Regions from separate parts of the Zea mays genome. Here all the other regions are linked to region 1. A link is a contact called in public Hi-C data. All regions are on one chromosome and are shown on one strand. The core of a region is the stretch at or near the end of the contact, and the rest is flanking DNA. Distances in the headings are between cores, read along the strand shown.

Evidence for each region. A called contact is a pair of places that touch in the nucleus more often than the background predicts.
Region 2: a Hi-C map of leaf shows a contact between it and region 1, with 4 times the contacts expected there. The contact joins the promoter of LOC100283552 here to the promoter of LOC100281708 in region 1. A contact is called at or near these places in 2 of 25 Hi-C or Micro-C datasets (endosperm and leaf).
Region 3: a contact with region 1 is called in a Hi-C map of tassel, with 3 times the contacts expected there. The contact joins the promoter of LOC103638000 here to the promoter of LOC100281708 in region 1. A contact is called at or near these places in 4 of 25 Hi-C or Micro-C datasets (ear, leaf and tassel).

The regions. Positions count from the first base shown.
Region 1 is chr9:16,423,465-16,426,706 of Zm-B73-REFERENCE-NAM-5.0, reverse strand. LOC100281708 (Cystathionine beta-lyase chloroplastic) reads left to right here and starts at 1,798. Exons shown (of 12, transcript NM_001154628.3): 1 at 1,798-2,191; 2 at 2,313-2,425; 3 at 2,951-3,021; 4 at 3,104-3,195. The coding sequence starts at 1,939.
Region 2 is chr9:16,115,261-16,118,502 of Zm-B73-REFERENCE-NAM-5.0, reverse strand. It overlaps LOC100283552, which reads left to right and starts at 1,636. Exons shown (of 12, transcript NM_001156452.2): 1 at 1,636-1,903; 2 at 1,991-2,054; 3 at 2,143-2,192; 4 at 2,274-2,467; 5 at 2,723-2,783; 6 at 2,940-3,012; 7 at 3,186-3,242. The coding sequence starts at 1,755.
Region 3 is chr9:16,154,234-16,157,475 of Zm-B73-REFERENCE-NAM-5.0, reverse strand. LOC103638000 (probable pre-mRNA-splicing factor ATP-dependent RNA helicase DEAH4) reads left to right here and starts at 1,525. Exons shown (of 16, transcript XM_008660997.3): 1 at 1,525-1,880; 2 at 2,405-2,497; 3 at 2,630-2,734. The coding sequence starts at 1,540.

The DNA.
Region 1 (3,242 bases), core at 549-3,048:
GAATGCAACTGTGTAGCATTTTTGTTAGCAGGAAGTGTATCCAAAAAAGGAGAGCAGTGCATGAACTCTCTAGCTTGTGAATAGGTGCAAAGACTCTATTCAGACCAAGAAAGATTATCAATATCATAGCCAAACTTTTACCAACTCTATGCGTCATGGTTTCGGAAACCGGAGGACAATAAGATTTGTGATCGATAGGGGGCTAGCGCAGACTTGCTTCGAATGTTGAATCTCTGGGAATCAACAAGAAATTTGAGACACGGGGTTATACTAGTTCGGGTTCGCACCCTACTCCAGTGTAGTGTTGATCGTGTTATTGCTTGGAGCGTGTTACAACTGGTGTGCTTGTATGTCAGAGAAGGAATGAGACCTACCCTTTTATAGCTCAAGGGCTAGTCCTTATAGAGGAGAGTTGTTGTCTATGAGAGAGAGAGAGAAAGAGTCCTTTAGCTGTCATGGCAGGCCCCTCCCTTGGTCATGCAAAGTAGTGCTCCCAGTATGGCGCCGCTCCTCTCTTCCGCTCCTGTGGAGGGTTCATGGTTGACATCCCTACGATGATGCGCGACATCAAAATATATCAATGGCCACTACTTACTCATATCAGACATCAAAATTTTGTCGTTGGTTCCATTTTAACTTGCAAGAACTTAATATGTATATATGGTCATACAATCACTTAAAATCAACTATAGTAGCCCTTAATGCGAACTTACTAAAACTTTAATAAAAATTCTGAAAAAATCACAATGTTAATCAAGGACTTAAACGTTCTAGCTGAGCATCTAACATTGTTCTATTCTATATCACCGTTGGGTAGAAATTGAATGGAACGAAAGATCTTATGTCATTGCAAATATTTGTCAGACTTAAGTGAAACATTCATCTAACTAAATCTTCACATCTGATCCAATTTAATTAGAAAACAGCTTAACTTAATACAACAGAAGTTTTAATCAACTTATACATTCAAGAAAACTGTGCTCAACTATTCTTAAACTTCTTCTCTAGTTAAAGAGAATATAGCTTAATTATGCCATGAAAAAAACAATATTATTGGGCATAATTCTCTTATACATAAAAAACAACAATACCTTAGCACATAAAGTATCGGATACACTTTAACCCAATAATTTTATTTGTCATATTATCCAAAAACTTAAAACTTAATTATCATGGAGAGTTTCATCATTAAAGTTGGTCAAAAGATGAAACACACCGGTCTAAAACATAATTTCTTAATAATATCTTTCAAGATAAAACATAGAATCTGATAACATAAAAAAACTTGAGTTAACAAGCATGGGGTGAGCTACTTATTCGTTACTATATATTTTCTAATTAAATATCCACGTTGGATTCAATTTAATCAGAAAATAATAAACTTACACTTAGCAACAGAAACTTGACTAAAATCTAAACTTAATGGCCGAGCTCGTGAAATGGCCGAGCCGAGCCCGACTCATTTCTAGCCCTAGTTAGGATCATGTGAGGCAACTACATGCGCGAGCGAGCAATCAGATCTTAACAACAGCAAACATCTTAAGAGCATATACAATAACTGTCTTGAATTGTGTCTTCAAGTGTATCTAAGTGAGTAAATGTAAAAAAAATCAAAACATGTATCTTAACAAAGACACTGTGTTTTAGCTCTATGTCCGAGACAGAAGACTAACTGATTAGTCAATTTAATTTATTAAATGCTCTGATTAATATAATTGATATAATAAAATATAAATTTTAGATATATTTAATATATTATATTGTATTTTAACCGTGTTTGTACATGCCCTAATCCCCGTTCACCGCACCCCACTCTTCGCGGCGCGTTGCAGGAACTTCCCGTATTCCCCACGCGTCCGAGCGCACAGCGTCACGGCGCTCAGGCCGTGGCTTACTGGCTTCCACCCACAGCCTTCGCACTTCCCTCCTTCCTCGCAAATGGCCGTCGCCGTCCCCAACGCTCCCGGCCGCCTCTTCCTTCTCCAATCCACCCCGTTCCCGAACCCTAGCAGCTCGGCATCCGCCGCTCGAGCCCAATCCTTCCGCGTACCACCCCTCCGCCTCTCGCTATTCCGACGCATGGCTGGGCGCTCGCTGACGGTGATCGCAGGCGCCTCCGGCGGCTCCGAACGAGATCTCAGCGCCTCCGCAGTCTCCGTGGAGGCCCTGGACTCCGTCGCCTCCGATTCTGGTGCGCTGCTCGGGGCTGTGGGATTGGGCTTATGTGGTGGTTTTGCTGAGTGCTGAGATGAGAACTGATAAATTGGGAATTTGTGGGCGCTGGTTTGGTTTTCTGGTGGTTGGTGGTGCAGACTTAGAGACGAAGGAGCCCAGTGTGTCGACGATGCTGACGAGCTTCGAGAACTCGTTCGACAAGTATGGGGCTCTGAGCACACCGCTGTACCAGACCGCCACCTTTAAGCAGGTAATTGGGAGTTTGGGACTACAGACGAATGCTACGCATTTTTTACCAAAATGGGGAACGAAAAGCTTCGAGCTTTTGCCCGTACAAATCTTAGGGGAAAAAACTCTACTGTTGTATGTTGAGGAAGAATTGTATGGACTAGGCCATTGATTGTGTGTTTGAAGTATTTCAAGTATACCTGCCAATAGTTAAGTGATGGTTTCTTTTTTTCTTAATCCCCTAGTTATATTTGAGATTGACTTGGTTGTCCTTTAGGTATTGAGATGGTATAATTATTTGACAAATTATATGAATTGTCCTATGTAGCCTTGATCATACTGATTTTCAATTATGTAAGTGTTTTAAAGTTTGGATATTGATTTTGTGGGATTGTGTGGCAATATACTTATTCAGTTTGAGGAACTAATACTCAGCTTATGGGAACTAATACTCAGTTTATAACTGTACTTAAGATATTTCATGGTTTGCTCTATTTGCTACTCTACAGTAGTGAGTAGTGACTTACTCCCAAAAGTTATTTTCCAGCCTTCAGCTACAGATTATGGAACTTATGATTACACTAGAAGTGGTAACCCTACTCGTGATGTTCTCCAGAGGTTAGTACACCAGTGCTTTTTCCTTGCTATTGTAGTGTAGAGAAATACATTATGGTTCTAATGAAGTTTAGCTCATGTTCAGCCTCATGGCTAAGCTTGAGAAAGCAGATCAAGCATTCTGCTTCACCAGCGGGATGGCGGCGTTAGCTGCAGTAACACACCTCCTTCAGGCTGGTAAGCACTTGACACATTCCTGTGCGCCCCATTTCTAATGCTTGGCA
Region 2 (3,242 bases), core at 387-2,886, 310 kb after region 1:
GTCCCAAGCAAGGCAACACCGCAATATGATGCGATCTTGGAAGTGATACTGATATGCGCTCTGCTTGGGTTTCTCTAACAAATTTTAGAGTCCCGCTCTCCCTCCCTCCGTTCCAAAATATAATTTGTTTTAGATTAATTACACATTCATTAAGTAACATATGAATATAATTTGTATGTATATTCATTATCATTTGAATGAATGTGGACAAAAAAAAGTGGGCTAGAAGGAACTATATTTTTGATCGTAGAGAGTAGAAAATAATTTGACATCATGAATCCTGAACTATTTATAAATCACCTTAATCATTTCTATATTTTCCTTTTCTATTATATTTCCTTATTTGGATGTTTTTTTTCAATTGTGAATAGACAAGGGGTTGAGCCAGAAAGATATTGGAGAGCAGTTTTTTCATCTTGTCAAAAAAAATCTAGATTACAATTACAACAATTACAAGTAACTTTCAGAAACTCTTGGAGATACATAAGAACTCTTCCAACCCAAAAAAGAGTATAATTCTCAATGCTTGCAAAGTCGAACAATTTAATTTTTGATTAAATGTATATAAATAATTAGTAACATTTATAATGCCAAATAGATATTATTAGATTATCTATGAAATATATTTTTACTGTAAAATATACTTGGAAACATAAATATATATGCCATTTTTTATAGACACGGTCAAACTTAAGAAAGTTTGACTCATTTTAATTTAAAGTTGTATTTTCGTATAGTACGATACAATCTCATGCCAACACTCGTCGACATTCGAGGAACGACTCAATTCAAATCGGGTTCACTGCAGCAACAAGAGTAAAGAAAATCAGCGCTGCTACGGGTACAACTTCGTCATCTGATAGCTCATAATTAATTCATAGTTCACAATAAGAAGCAACATGAACCATTTCTGAAAGAGAAATTAGTATGAGCTATGGCGCTGCAATGTCTAGTCATGATTTTGCCACCTGCCCACCTAGGAGATTTGCTAGAGTGACTGAATGAGATCTCAAACCACTATTTCCGGATCTGAGAATAATAATGGGAGGTGGATCAAGCAATGGATATTCTGTTTTGAAGGTTAGGATGCTAAGATGGATGGCCATGATGATGGATTATTTCGGTTTGGTATAATAAATGGGAGATGACAAATATAAAAAGCTGTTGGCAGAGTGTTTTTTCCCGTACTAATAGCTTTCATTGTTTTAGATATCGTTTGTTACCCAGCCGGTTTAAAACTTACCATATTTTAAGTATAACTATTCAGTGACCATCTTAATATGGTGTGGACATTTAAATATGATAATAATATAAAACAGTCATAAACAAAATCATTTCTGTAACTTTTATTTAAAAAAATTCAATAAGGTCTAGTTAGGGAATTCCATTTTTGCAAGAGATAGAAAATGAACTAATTTTTCTTAGAAAAAAGGAAATCCTTTGGAGATATGATCTTTCCAAAATAGCCCTAAACAGATTCTTTCATTTTCATTATCAGGAAACAATTCAGCCTGGAATTGGTTTATATCTAAATAGCTGTTAGTTGATTTATTTCTCCTTATGATCTCGAGCGCGGCCCAATTCCGGCCTTTTATGGCTCAAGGCTAGGTAGCCGGGTGCTTTCCTTCGTCAGTTCCGGGCTTCCGGCCTTCTATGGAGAAGCTTCCTTCAGTGAGTCCTCCCTTTCCGTTTAAGGCAGCAAGCAGGAGCAGACAGGAGGCGCCGAGAGCCCAGCGTCGGAGATCTCCGCCGCCATGGAGACGCTGGCCAGCGCCATGCGGCGCGAGAACCGCCGGTCCAAGGCCCCGCCCTCCTCCTCTGCTTCCTCCGCCCTCGCCTCGGGCAGGGTCCCTCTCGTCATGGCCTTCCTCTCCTGCCTCGCCTGGCTCTACGTCGCCGGCCGGTACGCCCCCCCTGCCCGCTCAGATCCCTGACACTTTGATCCAGCACCCGATAGGGAGTCGTGATCTTATTCCTGGCTCCGTCTCAGTTTGTGGCAGGACGCGCAGACCCGGGCGATCCTGTCCGGCCTCCTCGAGAAGAGCTCTACCAGCGTGCGAATCTCCTCTCCCCTCCTCACTCCCCCTACTCGCATTTTTAATTCTTCTCTTGATTCGGCCTGACGCTGGCACCTGGTTGCAGGTCCCGAAGGTGCTCTCGGTGGAGGACAAGCTTAGGAACCTTGGGTGCAAGTGAGTTTTCAGTTATTCGTAAGTGAATTTGAGTTGCTGTGTTAATTTATGCTTTGCTGACTCGAAATGCTGTGGTGGCAGGGCGATTGGAAGGAAAATTGTTGAGGCGGAGATGGACCTGACCAAGGCCAAGAGCGAGGGGTACCTGTGGGGGAACAGGACTGCAGCTGTGGACTCCGACAAGAAGCAGCAGCTTCTTGCCGTCATTGGAGTTTACACTGGGTTTGGCTCCCGTCTCAAGAGGAACGTCTTCCGTGGCTCCTGGATGCCAAGAGGTTTGCTGCTCTTATTCTAATTTCGCTAATTCTTAGTGATATAAATAATTTCTGTTGACAACACCACGTAGTGGAAGAGATTGCTCATGATACAAAACTTTTGTGAATATGAGAGTGGTCGATGAAGGGACAGCATAATTTTTTGTTTTAAAACGCTGGATAAATATGGAGTAGCTAAAATTGTTTTGTGTAAACAAGGATTTTTTTCCAACCCATGAGTATAACACTTTTCTTCTATTTCACTGTAAATTGCAGGTGATGCTCTGAAGAAGCTTGAGGAAAAGGGTGTAGCTATTCGTTTTGTTATTGGTCGGAGGTTTTGTTCTGGATCTATACCTTTGAGTTACTGCATCATTCTTAGTTCAGAATTTAACAATATCATTGTCATTCCCGTTTTCTATTATATTAGAAAAATATAATCCATTTTCCATCTCTCGTTTTATTGATTATGTATACCTTTTTGGACCTGCAGTGCAAATCGAGGTGATAGCTTGGACCGTAATATTGATGATGAAAATCGGCAGACAAAGGACTTCTTGATTCTTGTAAGGACCTATTAGTACCTCTTATTCTCGATTGTCCTTCACAAGTTGTAGTACGCAAGCAAGACTTTTGAGTTTAGACCTTTCTTGCTTCCATCAAAGACTAGGTAGGACCCATGTGATCCTATACATTTCATCAATGAACTTTGAAATAGTAAGCATTTTGGATTGGGCAGGAAAGTCATGAAGAGGCTGCAGAAGAATTACCGAGCAAAGCAAAAATTTTCTTCAGT
Region 3 (3,242 bases), core at 276-2,775, 270 kb after region 1:
GGCTAGATGTGTACATTTGGGTTAGGCCTGATGGCTGTCCCAAAGCACGGTCCAAGCATGGCACGATCCGGAATTTTTTTGGGTCGAGCCGGCTCGAAATTATGCATCGGGCCAGACCAGGCTTGGGCCGATGTCGTGGCCCACGGGCTGGCACGAACACGACCCGTTTATAGAGGCACGAAATAGCCCATTTATAGGCACGAAAAGGTCCATATTCATTTGGTCACCCGCTTCTAATCATGGAAAAACATCCGCTCGAATTTGGCTAGCTGCATGCTTAATCATGGAAATGAGGTGTCAACCACCAATTGGTTTTGTGTTATTTGATTTTTTAATTGTAAAACTTGAAAGGTTAATATCTACTAAATGATATATGTGTTTTGAATTTCGGGTTTTGTTGTAAATTTCAAGCTTTGATGTGAATTTCGGGCTTTGATATGAAATTTGAGCTCTATGTGAATTTCGGGTCAGAATTTGAAGTTTAGACTTTTTACAATTTCAGGCCGCTCGAAATGAGCCCGTCATGTTTAGCCAATAATGTGCTGGGTCGCGGGCTAAGCCCACTGGCTAACACGACACGACCCGTAATAATTACGAGCCGGGCTAGCATGAAATTCAATCGTGATGGGCTGAGCGGCCCGAATTTACACTTATAGATGTGGCAGCTCAGGACCTCCCCTTACTGATGACTTGAAAAGGACTCATGGAGGTCCGGGTTCCATAAGTGATTCTAGCTATTGTGGGAAAGCTGTGAGATGAGAGCTGGAGGTCCGGGTTCCATCAGTGAAATTCAATCTGATTCTAGTTGCGAGCTGAGAAAGCTACTACGATCCAACGTTTGTGGGAAAGCTAAAATATATTTAGTTGAAATAACTTTCAATTATAAGTTTTGTAAAAACATGATATGTTGGTAACATGGATGACAAGAATATGAAACATATAGGGTAAAATATGATTCTAAATTAACTTATTTAGTTTAGAATTTGACATTCCACCACTTTCAAAGTTCACATATAAGCCTATCTCAAATTCATGGGGTGGAGGATGAGAAATAATTTTATGCATTAGTAGAATTTGTTTCTACTCCGTAACTTACATGACACTCTTCATCTCACTCATCTATAGTAAAAATGTAGCACATAAATATCTCCGACATATTGCTAATAATAATATACAAATATATTTTGCATAAAACTGAATTAGCTTAATTGATATATGCCTAAACTAATATTATTAGAATGTAATTCAATTCCAATGATCCAAACGGGGCGTAAAGGAATATGTAGATTTCAGTAATCTATTATATTGTTGTAGCTGTTTGGTTGAGATTCTAGATTTTTAAAGCGAATTTGGTTTAAAATTGAACCAAACACATCTTTACTAAGATATATTTGGTCCACTGCCTAATTTTTATATCTAAAGTCAATTCTTCATTTCAAACAACTAAACTTAAATAAAGTGTGACACACTTAATCACGAACCAATCATGACTTAAAAATGTCTATTGTGCCTTGTGATGTGTGTGTCTGTGAATTCTCAATGGATCGTGACCCATGGGCAAAATTCCGACGCCCAAACAGTGAGCACCCAGCCCAATCAGAGGAGACACGCACGCACCAGCACCCTGGTGTGGCCGGTGCCCGGCGGCCAAACGCGATGCCATCTCCGTCTCCAGCCCCGCCGCCAGTGCTGCCGATCTCGGAGCACGAGGACGAGATAGTCGCCGCGGTGGACGCGAACCCAGTGGTGGTGGTCATCGGCGAGACTGGCTCCGGCAAGAGCACTCAGCTCTCCCAGATCCTCCACCGCCGCGGATACACCCGTCGGGGTGCCATCGCTGTCACCCAGCCCCGCCGCGTTGCTGCGGTTTCCGTTTCCAGGTTCTTCGTCTCATTATCTTTCTTGCTCTATCACATGCGCGAGGCACTTTTTTTTTCCGTTGGTCGCAGTTGGGCAGTTAGAAGGGATTGGGATTGGAACTGCCTTTACATTTTATGAAGGAGACTTTTCGTAGGGTTCAATTGACACCTAAATGGCCGGGAAAATATCCGAAACCTCATCGTGCTGTGAGTTGAGTGGAGCTCTTTGTTGAATAGCCCGTTGATTTTTTTACCGAAATTATCACCCAGAAATAAATAAAGCTTAGAAAGATCTATTGTCGAGGATTCATTAAGTAGTTCTTCTGGTTGACCAACTACTCTCGAATCTTGATTTTTCTGAATGGGTTTCTTCCTGGTTGATCAGCTATTCATTCTCAATTTAACTGCATGGGAACTTGTTTTAGTTCTTCTATTATTACTCACTGTTGGAAGTTATTTCAGTTACAATGTTGTATTGTTGTTAAAATACAAAACATGTATGTAACTGTTTTTATGAGTAAGATCATTTCTTTATTATTTCGCAGAAGAGTAGCTCAAGAGCTTGGTGTTCCACTTGGGGATGAAGTTGGTTATGCAATTCGATTTGAGGACAGAACTTCAGAAAGAACATGCATAAAGTAAGCCTCTGAAAAACTGGATAGCTTGAATTTCTTCTAATCTAGCTACAGTAACGTACCAAGTTCAATAACCACTGGAGGTGCGCTGATGCTAAATTCGTGGATTTAAATTCTTCACTTGTTTTTTTACAGATACCTCACAGACGGCATTCTTCTCCGTGAAAGCCTTTCAAATCCTGAGTTGAAGCAGTACTCAGTAATCATACTGGATGAAGCTCACGAGCGTAGCTTAAACACGTATGGTGATTTACTGATTTATATCTGAATTATTCTACCTAAGTGAATTCGAAACTAGCTTGGTAGCATGTTTTATATTTATGGCCACTATTTTCCAATTTGTTTACTTGACAATTGTGTCAACTACTATAATATGGACTCAAGTCTTAAAGTTTAAATGTATTAGTTTACCATAAGCATGTCATATACTCTGTTTTCTTGTTTGCTATACACTACCATAAGGCGAAAGGGCCTCTAGCCTAGCGGTTAAGGACTTCCGAGTAGCACCTCCAAGTCCTGTGTTCGATTCCTATCGGGAGCGAATTTTCAGGCTTGGTTAAAAAAATTCCCTCGCTGTGCCCCATCCGCTCTCGGGTTGCGATGTCCTGTGCGCCACCCTCCGGTTGGGCCGTTGCAGAGTGGACAGTTGACGCCGACCCGTTAATGATGGGGGGCCAGGGTTCGGGGATTTTCTCGGTCGAGACCATTGTTTCGGTCTCTTCTTATATGGAATACCGGGAGGGCGGTC